Regions from separate parts of the Gossypium hirsutum genome. Here all the other regions are linked to region 1. A link is a contact called in public Hi-C data. All regions are on one chromosome and are shown on one strand. Each heading gives the region's core, a stretch centred on a gene start, on an enhancer-like site or on the middle of the called end of the contact. The rest is flanking DNA. Distances are from core to core; before and after follow the strand shown.

What was found. A called contact is a pair of places that touch in the nucleus more often than the background predicts.
Region 2: a contact with region 1 is called in a Hi-C map of leaf, with 3 times the contacts expected there. The contact joins the enhancer-like site here to the promoter of LOC107901619 in region 1. A contact is called at or near these places in 9 of 34 Hi-C or Micro-C datasets (callus, leaf, petal and 1 more).
Region 3: a contact with region 1 is called in a Hi-C map of leaf, with 2.4 times the contacts expected there. The contact joins the promoter of LOC107900059 here to the promoter of LOC107901619 in region 1. A contact is called at or near these places in 8 of 34 Hi-C or Micro-C datasets (anther, callus, leaf and 2 more).
Region 4: a contact with region 1 is called in a Hi-C map of leaf, with 2.5 times the contacts expected there. The contact joins the enhancer-like site here to the promoter of LOC107901619 in region 1. A contact is called at or near these places in 5 of 34 Hi-C or Micro-C datasets (cotyledon, hypocotyl and leaf).

What each region holds. Positions count from the first base shown.
Region 1 is chrD06:24,632,980-24,638,152 of Gossypium_hirsutum_v2.1, reverse strand. LOC107901619 (nucleolar and coiled-body phosphoprotein 1) reads left to right here and starts at 2,742. Exons shown (of 15, transcript XM_041095420.1): 1 at 2,742-2,875; 2 at 3,011-3,152; 3 at 4,819-5,022; 4 at 5,119-5,173. The coding sequence starts at 3,051.
Region 2 is chrD06:24,422,392-24,427,564 of Gossypium_hirsutum_v2.1, reverse strand. No RefSeq gene overlaps it. Among protein-coding and RNA genes, the nearest start is that of LOC107901664, 9.2 kb to the left of the region's middle. Within about 2 kb of position 2,359, at least 7 of the 9 cell types and tissues checked have an H3K27ac peak or open chromatin away from gene starts, as enhancers often do. A contact at or near this core is called in leaf, where this site is marked.
Region 3 is chrD06:24,483,291-24,488,463 of Gossypium_hirsutum_v2.1, reverse strand. It overlaps LOC107900059 (deSI-like protein At4g17486), which reads left to right and starts at 2,882. Exons shown (of 3, transcript XM_016825777.2): 1 at 2,882-3,326; 2 at 3,658-3,945; 3 at 4,768-5,173. The coding sequence starts at 3,188. The coding sequence ends at 5,027.
Region 4 is chrD06:24,500,846-24,506,018 of Gossypium_hirsutum_v2.1, reverse strand. No RefSeq gene overlaps it. Among protein-coding and RNA genes, the nearest start is that of LOC121218877, 15 kb to the left of the region's middle. Within about 2 kb of position 2,493, at least 2 of the 9 cell types and tissues checked have an H3K27ac peak or open chromatin away from gene starts, as enhancers often do. A contact at or near this core is called in cotyledon and leaf, where this site is marked.

The DNA.
Region 1 (5,173 bases), core at 1,493-3,992:
ATTATCCTGGCAGACTTCATAGATACTGTCCTGGGTTTCTTTCTCATAGACTTATTAGGAGTGTCATGTATCGTGATCTGCCAATTTGATTTTCTCATTATCAAAGGCTACACCATGAACATTTATATAGTCATATGATACCATGCCATGGGTCTTAACCATATGGTCTTACACACATTCTTGTATAGTGTTCTACCATTCCAGTTTCATCTTACTGAAGGCTATACCATGAATAGTTCCAATTAATACCAAGCCACCATGGGCCTATACCTCATGGTCTTACACTCGTTTCTAGTCTGTAATAAGTCAGTTTGGTTAGCAATATAATTGCCCTACCAGAGGCTTCACCATGGAACATTTCTCATTTCTTACTTACCTAGATGTGATCGTATTCTGGACTGACATTCTTTTTATATCATAACTGTATCTGCATTCTTACCAATTAGTATTTTTCTCAGCACAGAACCTTACACATATCACTTTAGCACTACATCACCTTTACTATAATCATACATCTATTGATTAATATAGATATCATCATGCTTTATATATAAATATTTCTACTTGAAAAGTTTACACAAAAGAGTCAGGGTAGAGACTTACCTGATTCTCATCTACAGCAGTTTTAAGCTCCAAACTTAGTCATCCCTCTCGAACTAGCAACAACCACTGTTTAAAAACAAAATTCCACTATTACAACTCTCATACATACAATTTACTCATCATTTTAATTGCCGACAACCTTATGCAAAACCTTGCACTTACAATTTACTGTTCAAATACCATATACAAACCTACTTATTCAAAACTTAGCATGCAGAGCCGTATTACTTACCTTGAGATGGAATAACTACTCGTCATTAAAGAACCATAGCTTCTAGATTATCGAGGAAGAGATACATTCAAACTTAAGGAAAGAATCAAATAGCACCACTTAAGGAGAAAGAAGAGGAAGAAGAAAAATAATAATAATCTCTTTCAGAACCCATCACACCTATATATATATATGATTGCACCTACTTGGTGGATCTTAACAAGTGTCACATGTTTCAAAAATTGCCTTTTTAATGGCATGTAGTTTTTGAGAGAAATATAAATAAGTACCTTACATTCACAATTATCAAGCTAGGCTATCTAGTTGGTTTCTAACCATGTTACTTAAAATCTAACTAGCACAATATTTCATACAAACCAGACATATTAGATCTTTGGCGGTAACTCAATCCATTCTTAATCTTTATTATATATCACAAACATTTCCTTAACATAACAAAATATCTTGGTATAAATCTTTACTCATTGTTGTAGCGGTTACAATACACCCACAAGTATATGCCATAATAAGTCATTAGGCGGATTACACTTTGCCAGACAGACTATTCTACTATTATATGCCAAAACCTTAGACCCACTAGACCTAGGGTGTTACATCATGAGCGAGGTGGGATGAGGGTGTTAGTTAGAGCAAATGAGTTGGTCAAGTTAGTTGGGCTGATTAGGTCGATGGGGGCATTGCTCTGGGATTGTGAAGTCATGTTGTCCATGTTCACCACATTAACTGTTGATACAATAGTACAAGGAAGAGGACTGGAATATGATATGATGGTTGTCACGATAGTCGATTTACCTACTATGGGCGAAGAGTTAGAGGTTACAAGGAGTAGAGAAAAGAAGAGTGTGGAGGCTAAGTGCTGAAGATAGCTTGGTATAGTATAGGCTTGATATCTTTGGAGAGTCGATCCTTTCTTCATCGTTCCTAAAGGTATTTATATGCAGAGGTCCCTTGTAAGGTGATGTTAACATGTTGAACTTGCTATCTACCAATCATTACAGAATGTGTGAGGTGGATGTATTCGGTGGGATGAGGATATCTGTGATGGACAAGTCCTGTCATTCATTCTGACTTAACGGTATAAAGCAATTGAACCCACGTGGTATTTGGTGACCAACGACATCACATTCCTAATGAAAGCTTGATGGCCTGAACATCGGATGATTCATACTTGTCCAAATGATTGCAATAGGTGAAACATATGAATGTCCTTCCGATTGGTTGTTAATGGGTTTACTGCTCAAGCAGCCTTCTAACTTACCATACGTCCTTATTCGGATGGGCTATAACACACAATAACAAAACAATAATATTGCAATAAATGGTATGACCCCTATATATATATATATGACCAAGACTTTTATGTAAAATACAAGACAACCTTAGATGAAAGAAATAATACGACAAAAGGTGGTTTTATTGATAGATACATCATCATTTTTATAATATTAAAATTAGATTAAGACCCGTTATTAATTACAATAAATAATATTTTTTATATATATTCAATTTAGTTTAAATTTGGAATGAATTTTATTTAAAATTGAAATTAATTCTGTAAGGTATATATATTTTTACATGAATGTTTATTTTATTTTTTATCTGCTATCTAATATTTTGAAGTTTAATAATGAGTTTTATTGTAAAAACTATTATCTTTATCTTTCGAAAATTACAATTTTTGTTTACAAAAACGTAATTTCAAATTCAGTATAATAAAATGGAAAGCTAATAAGGTAACTACAAAATCGAGCCGTCAAATAAACACAAATAGGTCCACATCCTAAGAATCCAACGGTGGACGTAAAGCCCGTAATTTAACTCCATTTCATAACCACGGCGTAATCCGAGCAAAGCTTTGCTGTATTTTCCTTTTAAAGCCCACACACACCAAAAAAAAAGTAAAACATATTTTTATTATAATTTTTTAAACAGTATTTCAAAAAAAAAATTGAAAAAAAGGGAAAAAAAAAGAAACTCACTCATCACTTTCTCTCTTTTTCGCTCCCAAACAAACGAAAAAACCCTAACTTTCGCTCGAGTGTATGCACTTTTTCTCTCTTTAATCTTTATAGTTTGGTGTTATTTCGCGTGAGTTTCTTTTAGGTTTCCAGAATGGTGTGAAATCGAGGCCTTAGGTTTTAGATTTTTTTAAAGGATCTGTTTCTGTATATTTAGGTACATAATTCTTTTTGTTCTTAAAAAAAAAAAAGAGGCTATGGCGGCATCAGATAAAGAGCTGGAGTTACAATTAATGGAGGCTGGGAACATGCTCGTTGAACCACCTTCATCAGTTGATGAGCTCATTCCTCTCCTTGACGTATGCCCTAATTACTTTTTTTCTTCAGGCTTTAATTTTGTTTTATACTTCGCTCGTTTTTTTAATTATTAGACTTTTATTTATGTGATTTCATTATGCATGCGGTTTGAATTTTATCTTTGGTGTGATATCTTTTAAATTTCTGCTATTAAAGTTAGTTCTTTTTCTCCATTGTGATCTGCTTTTACCTCTTGTTCTAAAGTTTTCTTCTTTTGCATGTTATCACGTATTTAATTTTGCTTCTGGCATTACTGTTTTAAACTTGGGAAACTGTTTTTGATTTCTCTGTTCTTTTTTTTTTTGGTGTAGATATATTGATGTGTATGTTTGCGAATTTGCTAAATGACTGATATCATTGACGGGTTTGCTGTGCTAGATTTTGAATACTAGCACGTTAAATTTATTTGAATGCAAATTCTATACAGTAGTAAATGATGAAAATCCTTTGAACTTTTGTGTTTCTTTTAAATTCAAAAATGCGCGCGAGCAATGCTCGCGCACGCCCGCTTTTCTTGTCTATATGTGGCATAAAGGGATCCCATACCTGCCTTAAATTTTGTGAAATCCGAGAAACCGTTACAATAAAATTTATCCTTGATTTCTTAGTTAATTAAGCACTAGCCATGTTTGGTTACTATAATTTTACAACCAAGGTTAAATTTTTTTTACCCTCTTGAGATGGCATTGAAAGCGATGAAAGCTAATATGGAAAGCACGTGTAGATATTGTGCGAAAACCTTCCTATTAAGGAAAGAGTTTGCTGGGCTTGCTAGATTATGTTTTCATTGTATAAAACATAGATATTAATCAGAACATTCTTTGTTGCAAATATATTGTCTGTCCCCCCTCCCCTCCCCATCACACATGCAGCCCCTTAAAAGAATTGCAAATGGTAACATCATTAAAGCAGACTTTGGGATTCTGATAATCAGAAAAAACTTTGGTGCCATACACTGTTTAGACTAGGTCTTATGCATTCATGATTCCAAGGAAGAAAAACTTTGAAGAGGACCTGCAAAAAAAGTATTGCTGAGGCAAACTATCCTTAGGTAGATTGTTTGTTTAGGATCTATGCCTCTTTTGATCTATCTCATTAGGTATAGTGTTTGTTATGGTTTTACAATTGTTCTTGAGTAAGTTTCTGCAAGACTATGTATCAATTCCTGTATATGATGATTCTTTAGGGATATGAGGTGTTTGCTGATGTCTTAGCAGAACTGCAAACTAGTTATGGAGGTGCAGACATGTAAATATGTCTTTGGTTTATATTCAACTCTTCTGTTTTTGTCTCCCTATTTGATTAGGTGATACTTCTTTAGTGTTGTTATATTCATCACGAAGTGTAATATTGCAGCTATATTTTTTTAAAGTCTGTTTCTTTTCATTGAGCCTTATTGATGTATGGATGTTTCGTGACTAGTGAATCATGCTACCACTGACTGATTGTCTTAATATTTTAGGTGCTCTAATAGTTTAATATCCTTTGTGTTCTACCTTACGCTAGTGCACGTTAGTGAATCATGCTACAACTGACTGATTGTCTTAGTATTTTAGGTACTCTAATAGTTTAATATCCTTTGTGTTCTACCTTACGCTAGTGCATGTTAGTGGATGCTTTTTATGTCAATGATGAATGTTTACACTTCTCTGTCCTCTGCAATTCTAGCAAGTTGAAAGTTGTCTTTCAAGGGTGGAACAATCACCAAGCCAAGCAATGCAAAATGCGCTCTCTCCATCACTCAAAGCCTTGGTGGCGGAGCAACTTTTGAGACACCCTGACAATGATGTCAAAGTTGCAGTTGCGGCTTGTGTGAGCGAGATAACAAGGATAACTGCACCAGAGGCTCCTTATGATGATGACCAAATGGGGGTATTTGAAGTCATTGTTTCTGAATGCTTTTGCAAATGATCATTTTAAAATCTTTTTCTGCATTCAAAGTGTTGATTCCTATTAATATGTATGCAGGAGATCTTTCAACTAATTGTATCATCATTTGAACATTTGTCTGACAAGTCCAGCC
Region 2 (5,173 bases), core at 1,110-3,609, 210 kb after region 1:
GGCCCCACATCTTCGTTGAACGAGAGAAAGATAAGCCCAATAGTTTAAAGGCTCATGGAGGTGTGGAAAGCCCAATGCTTCTACAAATTGTTTCCAACTTGCTTTAATGTATACCTATCAATGCAGTATCTCGGTTGATTTTTTCTCACATCAACTCCAATTTTAAAATTTTCAAAAGGTTGATGTTTAAATTAGTTCATGTTTGGTTAAATTTTTTTTTTATTTTTATGATTAAATTATTTAATTTCAAGTTAATTAGGAAGAAATTTCAAGCCCGAATCGAATTGTTTTTTTAAAATACTTTTAATAAACATCAAGACTATTGTTATTAGGGGTGAGTATTTGATTTTATTGTTCGTTCAAATTTTTTTTAAAATTTAACCGATTTAACCAACAACTTTTAATACTAATTGCACCAACTGATCAACAAATTGGATTGACTTAATGTCGATTGTTTGATCATTTAATTTGGTTAGCCGACTTGTTTTTATATATAAATAAATTATTTATATATTATTTAGAAAAATATTTGAACTGATAAGAATACCTTTTATTGTTAATTATACTACTAAATTGACATTAGAATTATAATTTATTAATATTATTATGGGACAATAATAAAAATAATATTATTTAAAATGATAGTATATTAATGTAAAATTAATTAATTTGATCATATATTTTAAAAGTTCTAGTTAAAAAATAATATAATATATTATCAATTTATAAAATTATAAATCTATGCAATCATTTAATATAATCGGATAAATTAAAAATAAAAAAAAACCCAAATTTTTTATTAAATAAATATAAAATTTATATATAAATATGATTTTATTTTAAGTATGATAATAATTAATAATGTTAAAATTATTTTTATAATTAATAAAAATTAAATGTGAGATTAATATTATATATATATAACAATATTAATATATTGGTAATCTAATCTATAATCTATAATTTTGTTTATTTATTCTTAATTTTTATGTCAAGAGGCAAAAGAAATTAAATATATTTTATAATTAAATTAAATATTAATTTTTTTTATGAATGTTAATTGAGTCTAATCAAATCGTTTGGTTCAACAGAAATCTCAACTCGATAAATAGTATAACTCATATTTATTTGAAAAAATAAGATAAAAAATTCGATTAATAAAGAATTAATACTTTGTCTTATCTATGTTTCTCGTAATTTTTTAAATCTGCAAAATCAATAATATAATATAATTATTTTATTAATAAGAGATAAATCTCAAAATTATACATGAACTTTAAGTTGGTTCAATTGAACACATGAAACTTTAATTATGGTTCAAATGTATACATAAAACTTTAACATTGATTCAATTATACACATTTAAATAAATAAATAAATACATCAATTTATTTTTATATTGGATAAATATAATTATTGCAATAAACATAAAATTATGTTATATCAGTAATTGTGTTAATAGTTTGTGAGAATTTGATCAAATCAAAATTTCATGTTTGCACAAAATCAAAGTTGTGATATAAAATTACACATAAAACCAAAGTTCATATGTAGTTTTGACATTTATCCCTATTAATAATGTTTCTGTTCAATCTTGAATATAAAATTATGTTTGTAATAGGCCAATTTTGGCCTGGCTAAAAACCAACATCCCAAATACATTTGGCCCAATTGGCCCAAAATTAACCCTAGCCCACAACATGTTTTCAGTAGCAATGGAAGTAGAAACCGCAGATCGCGCCGCTCGCACGTTCTCCATCTGCAACAACGGCCCCATCACCCCACGTTCAGCGATTCCTCGCATCCACCATGCATGTTTATCCTACAAATGAACCAAGAACAGTATTATAGAAGAGAGAAAAAGGGGGGGGGGTTTGAGTGTTTTGCTTCTGTAAAGAGTGGCTATAAAAGCCAATCGATTTTATAAAAGTGGGGGGAGGATGTGTTGAAAAGTATTGAAGAAAACAGAAAAACAGAGAATAAAAAAACCAATTTTGAAGGTATTGAGTGGGTTCCGATTTTCCTTTCTCTTTACTGTTTTGTTCCTTTTTTATTTTCTTCCTTGTTTTTTAAAACAAATAAACGAAATAACGAGGGAAAAAGAGAAGTTTCTTACCAGTAGAGGCACGCCGTCGGGATTCTTGCTGGTTCTCGGCGTGAGGAGCGGGGAATGGACTGGTTGCTGTGGCTGCATTTGAAATAGAATAATTTTTAGGGTTTGAAATGGGTTTTATTGGCTGCAAATGAAATGGATTTTAACTTTTAAACATTGATGGGTTATTTTGTTTTTAATCCTTCCATTTTATCCTATCATTTCATAACCATTTTTTTTTGTTTTCAAATTTTTCCATGAAATATCGAATCTGTTTTATTTTAGTCCAGTGCTGTGTAGTGTTTTTGGGTAATTTTCTCCTTCGACCCTCCCCCTATTACGCGTGTTTTAAATTACTCCCTTTCTTGTTTTGATTTTCAAATTCAGCTCTCAAATTCTGTTTTTTTTAATTTAATCCTTAATTTGTTATTTTTAGCTTTTATTATATTGTTAATACTGTTTATTTATATTATTATTACTGTATTATTATTAGTTTATTATTATATTATATATTATTATATACTTACTTATATATGCGTATATGCATATTAATACATATATTTTTTTTAATTTTTTAAATATATATACTATATACATATTTTATTATTATTTTATTTTCACAGTTTTATATATATATATACATTTATATTTCATAATCTTTATATGTTTTCCCAATTGTATAATTTATATGTTTATACAATTTTTTATAACATGTACATATATTTTTTTTATACTCTATTCAAAGCTATTATAAATATTTTCCACGTTTTTATATTTACTAATATATTATACTTATACTTTTTTTTAAGAAATGTATGAATATATTTTATATGTATTTTATTATTGTTTCATTTTTATGACTTATGTATTCATATAGATATATGCATTAACATTTTATAATACTTATGCATTTTTTTCCTCTTATATCCATACTCATATTTGCAAAATTCGTTTATATATCATACTTATGTATACATATAATTTAAATTAAAGTTTGTTTCATATTGTACATTAACTTTTTAACATACCTTTTAAAAATATATATTTTGGTTTCGTCGAAACATTAAAATCATTTTCTTTCGATTCAAAAGCTTTAAAATAATGCAATAATCGATATTCGGGATTTTCGAGGAAATTGAGCCCTAACGTATTGGGTTCTAATTTTCTTTATTAATCCTAAATAATCGAGAATATTCTTTATTCAAAATGCATAAGTATACAAATCATTTTCGGGAATTTAATTTGTTGTGTCCTAATGTATTGGGCATGACATATTGCTTTCTCGAAATGAAGATTTTCTTATAAAATAAAGCAAAATTCAAAGTTTGGGGATTTTGAGATATTGTACCCTAACGTATTGGGTTTCGATTTCTTCGTCTGACTTAAACATTTGATTATCCTTTTTAGATTTCATCATTTGAGTTTTTTTTTAAATCTTTTTACCCTTGACACTAAGACATTAAATAATCAATTTGGTACCGATTTTTGGGCGTTACGAGGGTGCTAACCCTTCCTCGTGCGTAACTGACTCCCAAACTTGTTTTCTTAAAATTCGCAGACCAGAATCGTTTTTAAGGTGAGCCGATCATACCTCAATAAAGGATTAGTGGCGACTCTAATTTTTGTTTTTTTTTTAAAGTCAACTTTTTTTTTGTTTTCAAAAAAATGGTTTCGACAGCTTGGCGACTCTGCTGGGGACCCTAGAGAGTCGAGCCATAAATTGATTAGTTTTTGTCTTTTTGTCGGAGAGATTTTAAATTTGTTTTAAATCACGCTTTCCTCTTTTGTATTCATTGGTTTTTATCAAGATATGTTTTCTTAATTGGTCTAAGTTTGTTAGTGCATTTGCATTTTGCATTGCATGGACGATTTTACCCCTCTAAGTGGGAGTGAGAAGCTAGTCCTTCTTGAGGTTTTCACCTCCGTGCAGAATAGTGGATCGCTTTCGGGATACATCTGTACCCATGTCTTCGTGAGATTTTTATCTCCGTGTAGCCATAGGGAAATGCATTCACTTGAACTGAACTCAGTCTATATGAGCCTATAATGGGTGAGGATCGAGGAATCTGCTGGTTCGGGTACCCTTACTCTAGAAGCCAAACTTCATATAGTGAACCTTAGGAACTCACCCTAGGTAGAATTACTCTAAACCTTAGTAGATACCTGATTAGGAGTTTTTATTATTTCTTTTAATGTTTATACCTGATACTAACTTGTTGTGTTTTGTTTTGACTGCATGACATTTTAATTGCATTGCATTTGCATCATGGAAAAGAGGTGTTGATTCACGTTCAATATCTAAGTAGAGAGCTTGTCATAAGAAAACGGATTTCTTGATAAAATGGAAAATAATACGGCTGCCTGAATATTTTTCGAGAAACACAAGAAAGGCGACGGAAGAGTTCGTGACTTTACTTCGTGGCTCGAGGATTCAAGATGATTGTCTAAGAGCTTTCAACATTCCAATTCCCTTAAAGAAGCTAATGAGCATTGCGAGGATAGGCAGACAATGGATTGCGGCCGGAATCAAGCAAAAGGAGTTAGTAGTGATATCCATTGGAAATTCGCGAGGTTTATCTTAGCATCCGGATGAAGAAGGAGAAGATGTCTTTGCCTGGAGTATGAAGGAAAAGCCGTATATATATATCCACCTTATGTAAAGAAATTTGTCTTCTAGTAAAGTTTTCTAAATGGAATTGAATCAGAATCAACGTCTCTTTATGCATTCATTTCATGCATTCCATTACATGACATCATACGCATTTAAGTCCACTAAAAGAGCCTAATCGATTAAAGTCATTCTTCAGTTAACCTGGAAACCAACCAATCAACCAAACACCCTTACAATACAGAGCAAAGTCAACAGGCATGGACCAAATATTGGAAAGGCTCGAACAGTTCCAAAAAGAAATGCATGATCAACTTCAACAGCAAATGAAAGAGTAACTTGAGAAGATTCAGTAGAATATGATGGATAAAATGATGGAATCTCAAGAGAATATGATGACCTAATTAACTCAACTATTGACCAGTGGAAAAGAAAAGGGAAAAGGCCCTATGGTTAATGTTGAAGAGGGAGGC
Region 3 (5,173 bases), core at 1,633-4,132, 150 kb after region 1:
TGCATTTGGATAATATTATTAATTTCTAGTATTAATTGTGGTTTGGAAGCTAATTTATAATTATTCAATCCTTGTTTTTTATTTTTTTATAACACAATTACAAATAATTTATTTGACTTTGTTGTTTTTAATTTATGATGGTTAATATTTTAGCTTAATAATTGAGTATTGTTATATATTTAATTTGATTTATTTATTTATAAATAAATCATTGTTATATATGTAAAAACAATTTAAAATATAAATTTATTAATATATGTAAAAACAGCTTTTCCGATAAATATTTTCAGGAAATCTGCCAAACAACAGAAAATATTTTACACAGATTCATCTAAACACCATAAAAATAAATCATTTTCTATAAATAATTTTACTAGCAAACAAACGGAGCCTAAGTGCAAATTAAAGTATACTTTAGATGTTTAGTTGGTTCCATTTTAATGTGTTTCAACTACTCTTTGAGTTGAATCTCAGTAGCACCAGTTGACTGTTGTTAACTGTGCTGCACCGCATTGGGAAAAATTTTATTTCTCAACATTGCTTTCTTTCTCAATTTTACCCGTGTCCTTTTTAACGTTTTTTCAGCCTTTTATTGTCTGAAGTTGAAAAGCTTTTATCTCTTGGTTGGGTAAATAACTAAATATATTTATTTCATATAATAAATTAATAAATATTATAAATCACCGTTGAGAAGAAATATAAGGGTTCTTTTTTTTTAAATATTATAGCCATCATTCAAATATATACAAATATCTTATTCATTTTTTAAATTTTAAATTTTAAATTATTTGCTGTTAGTTTATTAAATATAATTCTAATACGTTATATTAATATAAAATTTTTACTAAGGAAGTCTATTAATTATAATTTATTAAATAAAAACGATCTTAATTAAAATATTATTTCAATAAAATATTTAAATTTCACATAGAAAGTCTATTGATTATATTTTATTAAAAGACAATTATCTTTTATGAGTAGGGTTAACGATGTCAAGTTCCATGTCATGAATTTGGAACATCATAAATTTATAAATTGGTTACTTTAATTTAAGAGCTCATGGTAAATTATTTAATTTAATGTGATAACTCACATCGGTTATTTAACTTTGTTAGATTTATGAACTTCATAATTAATCATGTGAAAAAATGTAAAATAAAATATGCACAAGAGCAACAATACATGCACTTGTTATACGCCTTTTAATTTTATTGATTTGATTCTCACTTAAAAAAAAAACATAATTCTCACTTTTTTTTATTTGATAGAAATTCACAATATGAATTCTATTATATGCTTATCTCCCATCTAGAGGCAATACTCGATTATTTAGTATTGGACCGGCTATAATAGTCATGTCAATTTTACTAAGTATTTTCAGTAATTCTTTTTAGCTCTCGCCTTATTTTAGTCAATCTCAATATCGGTATTTTTTTTATGGATTGCCATTTCAAGTATTGCTCTCGTTGGAACAATTAGATCTCCATAACATGTTATTAGAAGTGTATAACAGGCAAAATCTTGATAGACAAATGTGGTTGTTATAAAGATAGTTGGCTTATATATATTAAGTTTCTAATTGAGTTAATGTTACGAGTCAAACGGAGACTAATACAATTAAGTAATTGCCAAAATAACATTACTTTATAAAGTAAAAAAAAATTTAGGGTATTTTTATCTTTTTATTAAAAAAAAGAAAAATACATATATTTCTAGTTTACCATTTCAATTAAACCCTCATTTATTTTTTATATGAATTTTTTTTAAAAAAATTTACTATATATCTCTGTTATTCAAGCTCTATAATCTAATATTTACTTAAATCAGCTTAATTTAATTATTAAAAATTAAAAGCTGAAACTCGAAAGTAATAATCCAGAATAATTATAACCCGGAAAAAAATCAAAATTTTAAATCTAAAAGTAATTCAATTATAATAAAAAAAATAACTTGATTTTTAAAACTTGAATTAATTATATTCAGATTTTTAAATCAAAGAGTCCAATTCACAACTCTACCCTAAGTTTGTCAAAAGTAGAACTCCAACCGAAAACGCATACATACACGCCACGGGATTTCAATATAAAGAAGAAAAAAAGCACAATGGTAGTTGGGAGTAATTTTCCCAAAACTCTGGGGGTTCCCTCAATTTTAAACAACTACATTTATACTATTATTATTTAAAAAGCTGTTTGAGTCAAATCTCATCCATCAACTGAGTTTTAATTTTTCTATTTTTTTTTTAAAAGGTGTGTTTATAAACTAAAGATTTAAAGTGTCAAAAAAAAAAATGAAGTATGATAAAATTTTAAGAGTTGAATTTATATTAGAAAACAGTTTGTTAAATTAGTAATATAAGTACTGTTTGATAAAATTAAATATTAATTTTTAAAATATTCTTAATTTTTATTTTTATTTTATATTATTTTGATTAGTTTTAGATGAAAGATAAATATGGTAATGTTGAATATTTCATTCTTTTTAAGCATAGCTAAATTAAAATTAAAATTAAAATTTTCTAAGTCATAAGTAGTTACCTAGCTGTTGAAGATTTTGTTGTTGAAAATTTTATAGTAAGTAAAATTTTAAAATAATTATCAAATATATTTAAAATATTAAATGTTAAATTTCTTTTATTTTATTGAAAATAATTTTTTAATAATTTATCAAACACTCTTTATAATAAAATTATCGAAACATTATATTAAAATTTTTAATAAGCATGTATGTGAGTATTTTGATTCTTTAATATTTTATATAAAATTTTAGAAAATACATATAATTAAATTTGAACTTGGAATATTATTATATAATAAAAAAAAGTAATATTTTTATATGTAATATGAAATAATATATATAAATAATAAATAAATAAAAATGAGAAAGCAAGCATCAACCACGAGGACGAGGAGGATCCTTGAAAGCAAAAGGTGATGCTATTTTGCTTTGCTTTCGGCTCTCTCGTTCGGTACAACCCAAGTTACAGATTTCTTCCTTTTTCATTATTTTATTTATTTATTTTCAATCGAAACAAGGAAACTAATATCGAATTTCGGCGCTTACCCATACCAGTTTCTCTTTAATTATTTTTTCTATAATACCCCGTCCCCATAGAAACCTCAATTATCTCTCTTCTTGTAAAAAAATCTGGCTTCTTTTTATTTATTTATTAAAGTTAGCCTAAAAAATGCTGTGCACAATGGTGTTGATGCCCCGGAAGAAGAAAGTTGGATCGGTTCCGGTTTATTTGAATGTATATGACTTGACTCCGATTAATGGTTATGCTTATTGGTTTGGCCTTGGGATCTATCATTCTGGGGTTCAAGGTTTGTTTTTTTTATTTTCCTTTGAATTTAGTCAAGTTTTTGTTTTCTTTTTTGGGGTGTTGCTGGAAAAGTAATGGAATTTTTTTTTAGTAATCAACAAGACTGGAAATTGAAGGGAAATTTTTGAAAATTTTTGTATGCAAATTAAGGTTGTTGTTGAATGTTTTTACGGTTTAATAACACTAGTCAAGTTAATTCCCTTGAAAGATTGATTTTTTATGTATATAAGAAATAAGAATATACATCCATGATTTTAGTGTGTATGTATATAAATGTATATATGTATATTATTGTACAAGATTTTGAGTATGCTGATTCTTGCTGTATGCAGTTCATGGAGTTGAATATGGTTTTGGAGCGCATGAGCATTCGGCGACTGGAATTTTCGAAGTGGAGCCCAGGCAGTGTCCTGGTTTCACGTTTAGGAAATCTATTTTAATTGGAAGGACCGATTTAGGTCCGAAAGACGTTCGTTCGTTCATGGAGAAACTCGCTACAGATTACTCCGGGAACACTTACCATCTCATCACAAAGAACTGCAATCATTTCTGCAATGATGTGTGTATCCAATTGACAGGGAAACCAATTCCTAGCTGGGTTAATCGACTTGCTAGACTTGGTAAGAAATCCACTTCTATCCTTTTAAACTTAAACTTTACTTCATGATCTCATTGTTTCTTCAGAAGATCGGTATGTGAAAATATATTGAAAGGAAAGTTTTGCGGCATTTTTGTAGTTCCTCTGTTTAGCTTATTATCTGATTTTAAAGTAAAGTAGCATATCGAAAAGAAAATTAATAGTAACAATAAACCGAAGATAAGTTATGTTTTGCTTTAAACAACTTTTCGAAGATAAGGAAGAAGTGGCATCAGGCATCAGCTTCCACCCACCATTCCCACTGAGGCATTTGACCAAACCTGTTACAGTGCAAGCTTTGTCGAATGCCATGGTGGGTCTACCAAATTTGAAAGGACAGCCATGTAAACCATCTTCACTGCCTATTGGAACCAATAATTCTCTTGCATATTCGTACCAAGACTGCCATGGTCGCCATAGTTTCTCACGTTTTTTACAACTTGAACGATGTTTGTTCTGTTTGGTCGTACTAATAACACTTGCTAGTTTCAACGTCTTCACGTTGATATGTTTTGTCAAGTATGAAACGATAACCCTGAAATGTACTGTACTTGATCTTGTCTTTGCTCAGAGAGCTGGAACTTGTTGGGAATTTTATGTTGGTTAGAATTCACTGTGATAACGTGAATGCATTAGGTTCATCCAACATCTCTATTTCAGTGATGAGGACATGGTTCTTTCAAATATGGACTATACTCGCATCCTGTTTGAATTTCATCTGTTCTCCTATTACCATCTTGTAGGATTTTATTGGTTCTTTCTCTGTAGACTATTGATGATGATGGTACTTGTGATGAATGTGTAGGTTTCCTTTGCAACTGTGTTCTCCCAGCAGAGTTGAACGAGACGAGAGTTCGCCAAGTTAGATCAGAAGGTAAGCTTCAACCGGTAGAGAAGAAGTTAAGAAGCCAACCAAGTAAGTTCGTACCTTCTTCTAAACCTCTACCTCCTTCATTGAAATCTTGCCCTCCAGGCCCTGCCATGAGTAGTAGACAAAGGCGATGTATTCCATCGTCGTCTTTGATTCATAGTTCTTCGACCTCGACTTTGAGTTTGAAGCTTTAATTAGAACTTTCAAGTATGGTACAGTTTTAAGGTTTTAAATTTTGGGAAGTCCAACAGTAGTAGATGAAATTAACAAATGCAAATATTTTTATATCTCACTTCTGTTTCTACTCGGTTCATGCATAGAAACAGGTGCCTGGAAAATT
Region 4 (5,173 bases), core at 1,244-3,743, 130 kb after region 1:
TCAAATGCTCAGCATGGTCCTCTTTATCCATAGAGTACATTAGTATGTAATCAATAAAAATCACTACAAATTGATCCATGGTTGGAAAATCCGGTTCATGAAATCCATAAAGGCGAAAAGTACATTTGTGAGCCCAAATGCCATCACTAATGGTCGTACATTGTCCTCAATTTTGTCTTTAGAGTATCTGAATATTTAACTTTCAGTTGATAATAACCTGATCGAAGAACAATCTTAGAGAACACACTAACTCCTCTTAACTGGTCAAACAATCATCCATCCTTGGTAAAGGATATTTGTTTTTAACTATAGTCTTATTAAGTTGTCGATAATTAATACATAACCATAGTGTTCCATCTTTTTTTCTTAACGAACAGTACTACAACTCTCTATGGGGATACACTAGGCCAAATGAAGCCTCGGTCTAATAATTCTTGCAGTTGAGCCTTGAGTTCATTCAATTTAGTTGGTGTCATTTTGTAGGGTGCAATAGCAATGGGTGTTGTACCAGGAGCGACTTATATAGAAAATTCTACCTTTCTATCAAGTGGCAACCCAAGTAACTCTTTAACAAATTAACAAAGACATCAGGAAATTCTCACACTATAAGCACATCTTCCAACTTCAATTTAATAGTCCTAGTATCAAATATGTAGGCCATGTAACAGCCCACCCGGCGTAGATCATACCAATATTCTTTTAACATATAATTGAGTAAGTCAAAGTAGTAGGAAGGTGAATTATCAGGTTAAGTGTTGAGTTGATGTGTTCTTCAGTACGCCTTTGTGGGGTCTGCTTCAGTGGAATTCGTCATTTGGTGAACTCTTTTATAAGACGATCTACCAACCCTAAATGTACTAGGAAAACTAGTTAGTTCATGGAGCAATAAGATTTCTTTATATGGAAATGATAGCTGGTGGGCATCGTTAGAGTTTAGTTTAGATCTAGTTGGAATTGAACTAGAGTACTGTAGATGACAACTTGATATGTTTAGGCAACCGAATAACCGGTTTAGTTGGTTTCCTAAGTGTGCAGGTGACGTTTTACCACTCTGATTAGTGGTAGTAGTTACATTCGGGAAGGGGTTAGATTTCAAATCTTATTAGGTAAGTTGAGTCTCTGAATTCAAGGTCAGTAGTGGAGTCTCATACCTTCCCACAAAATTTATTTATGTTGTCTGTGCTATAAAAGGGTGTCTATAACCAGCATGTTTTACTTTTTTTTTCTTTCTCTCTATGTTCTTTCCTATGTCTTTAATAAATTTATTTTAAGTCATCTCTCTAGAAGGGACGAGGAAAATATCCAGAAGCTTGTCAAATGTCATTGATAAGTACTAGCAGATTGGTAATTTCTAGGAAACCCTTAGGATGTTGTAGAGGAGATTTACGTCTTTGCTCTAGTACATGTATGATCAATTTATAGTAGGTAAAGGGTCTGGTAATTATGATTATTTTTTATTTAGCTCAATAAACTAGAGAAGGTTCGAGCGATTAAAACAAAGGACCAAAAGAGCAGATTCTATCTTGAAGGTTTTAGTGAGTTGCTTTTTACTTCCTTCAGGTTTTAAAAACTCTATGATATGGAGTTGTGTAAGGTAAGTTTTCTCTGCTGAATATATGTCGATGTTTTGCGTATTAACGAGTCAGTATTGTGTGTTCATGGCCATGGTCACAGTTAATGCCTACCTTGTGTGCTAGCTTAGTACCAAACTATTTGCGATAAGTGAAAATGTGAAATGAAACATTATTTGTGATACCAAAGGTAGGACAGCTTAATTACAAACCGAACTGGCAGATCACGCCCTGACCTTGCGGGAGAACACGTGTTAAATTGTATTTTTTCGTCTCGATATACAATCGATTGATGTATTTCTTCTTGAACTTGGTCACAAAGAAATCTCAATCCACTCTATCTTTAGGAGTTATAGTAACCCACCATCAACACACTTCTTCCTAGGCATGCAGTGCAATTCTTCAAGCTATCTCTAGGCATGCAGTGCAGTTCTTCAAGCACTCTTTGTGTATTCTCTAGCCAATACTTAGCTAGAGACGGATCATCATCTTTGTTACCTGTAAACACCTCTGCCCCATGTTTATGGAATTTCTCATACGGGGGTTGAGGTGTTGCTACTCGTGTATTTAAGTGAAGACATTGATGATAACTCGTATTAACTACTTGTGTATTTTTTTTATCCATTGAAGTGAAGAAACACAAATTTTTGGGGAAGTTTTTGAAGTGCTGATAATTAGTAACGTTTGCATGACTGAATCAAATGTAGCAAAGTAGTTGTGTTTATTAGACTATTTTCTTCCATTATCAAACATATGGTATGGAATTTAGCATGAAATGATAAAAATCTTTAGACAAGGACAAAGGAGACGAATCAAAATTAGTAGAGAATATCACAATCATGGGCTTTTAGTCATATTTGTGAGCCTCCATATGTTTGGACCCAGATTTTATCTGGACCTAATTTGTTTTCCACTCTTCATTACCGCCTATAACCTTCATTTACGTGGTACTAAACAATTTGATTGTGGACCGTATTCATATTATCCACTTGCTTTAAGTTAGTTTGTTCTTTTTATTTATTATTGTGGTCAAAATTTGAAGACTTGGCAAATTCAGGCCCAACTTCCTTTAATATTTTCTAAAAATAAAATAAAAACAATAAAAATAACATTTTTGACTCATGTATATTCTTTATAAGTTTATACTAGTTGAGCTGTCTTAATTCGGATTTTAAAAATTTTATTCCATTTTTAAGTATTTAAGTTCATGAGCAACAGAGAGGATTTCGCCTCCTAAAAATCATAAATTCGTAATTATATCTTTTTAAAAAAATTTCAGATAAAGCAATACCTAATTATATTTTTTTAATTTAGTTTTTAAATTTTTTTCCACATTAAATTTGGAACTTGATTAATTTTCTCAATTTTGGTTCAAATGATGAAATAGCAATCTAAGATTATGTTATGTCATCACTTAAAAATATAAATTTTTTAATTAAAAAAATTAAATGACCCGACACAATCTCAAAATATTACATCATCATATGAACCAAAATTGAAAAAATTATAAAATTCATGAATTAATAAATTGATAAAAAAATCCAATCAGGGATTAAATGTTATTTTAAAATTATAAACCTAATTTAATGCTCAATTATGGCACTTAATTTTTTTTATAAGTTTAACCTGGTTTGAGTCGATGATTTTGGATTTTATTACTTGAATTCCAGAATATTTTATTGCTGGGATATTTTTTTTGCTTGAACAGATGTAACTATTGGTTTTTTATCATCAAATGGAATTTAAATAACCAAATGTAATGTTGGGAGTTTAGATGGAAATAACAGATTGTGCATATATTTGTAGACAGAAAATTGATGGGTTTGCTAATAAATCCAGAGCTTGAGCTAAGCACCCAGCAACATGTTTCTCAACCACCATACTCACAAAGCATTTCCTAGCTACCTATCTAACCCACTCTAATGAAATAATTGCTGCTGCATCTCGTTCAAATTATACCATTTTCTCACTTACCTCCTTAAAAGTTTTTGTATATTTAAATTATCAATTTTATTTTATTCGTATTGCATCCAATAAAAACATGAAAAGTGTCTAGCTAATATCGTGATTTGAGGTAAAATGTGATGAAATTGATAATTTAAGTGGCTAAGCGAGAATAATGATATATTTTGAGGATCACTTCATAATAATGGCTTTGCCCTTGCCCACGGGTAAGAATCGTGATTTCCGGATTCCATCACGATATTGGCACTATTTAAGCACGTTCATCTCCTAACCCCATTTTAATTTCATCAAAACTGTCGGTGTTTATTAAAAAAATGAAATTGCTTTAAGTAGTATAATGTGTTTTGTTGGAGCAGATTGAATCAACAGTATAACCCAATACAAATTAAACGCTATGATTTAATAAAAATTGAAAATTAAGATAAAATTATAGGTGTTCAACTTTATGAGATAATTTATTTCCACGAATCAACCGGTGTGTAGAAACCCTATCCTTTAGCAAATTTTATAAAGCCTGTTTCAGTATAATATATAGACATTTATATAACATTTAAATTTAATTTATACAACATTAAATAACATAATTCATACTTTTACTGTTTATTGATGCCTACTTATTTTCGTATACCCAATGAAAAATTCTTTTAATTTTATAAAATATATCTAAGAGAAGTCTTTTATAATATATATTTTAATATTTTTACTAATAATAAATTTTAAAAATAAGATGCCAAATTTGAAGAAAGAATGTAACTTTTGAGCTTAATTTATATATCATTAAATAAAATTATTAATTAAATAGGATACTTAATACTTTTTATTTTTTATACATCACTAATTATTTTCATACGGGAGAGAGCGTATGATAGAAAATTATAATTATTTATGAAATTTTAATCAATTGAAAAGTGATCCTACCTCACTTTTTTTAAATCTAGTCTTCCATTATCATAAACACGATAATATGACACGTGCAAGTTGGAAAGCTAAAAAGATCTTAAAAATAAAATTAACCTATTTTATTTTAGTTCAGGGTATTAACCGCATAAAAATAAAAATAAACTATTACCTCCTTCCACTACCAACCCTTTTATTATTTCAACTAATTCTTTGAAAGTAATTTTTTTCTAATTTTATTTTCAATATGTGTATTTATTATTTAATCATCTATATAGCAGGAGCGGAGCCAAAGGGGCTGGCAGGGGATCCGACTCCCCTAAAATGGGAATTTTTATTTTTAGTCTTTTTAGAATTTTAAAATTTTTAAATTAATATGTGGTAAAATTACACTTTAGCTCCCCAAAAATGAGAAAAAAATTATTTAATCATTTAAAAATTATAAAGATATAGACTATTAAAATAGTAAATTTTCACTTTTACTATCATAAAAATATACAACTTTATTCCGCCCTCCTCAAAATTTTTTTTGGCTCCGCCCCTACTATATAGTATATTGTTTACCTATTATATTTATTTTTATTGCTTTCATCTCTTTCCCCTTTAGTATATTGATTGAAATTCATTCCAAAAGAAGTTTTTATAGATGTAGGATTTTATAAAGGCATTGTTATATTTAGAAAATACATACAAGATAAAATATTTGTTTTCAATTAAAATTATAAACTAAATAAAATAAT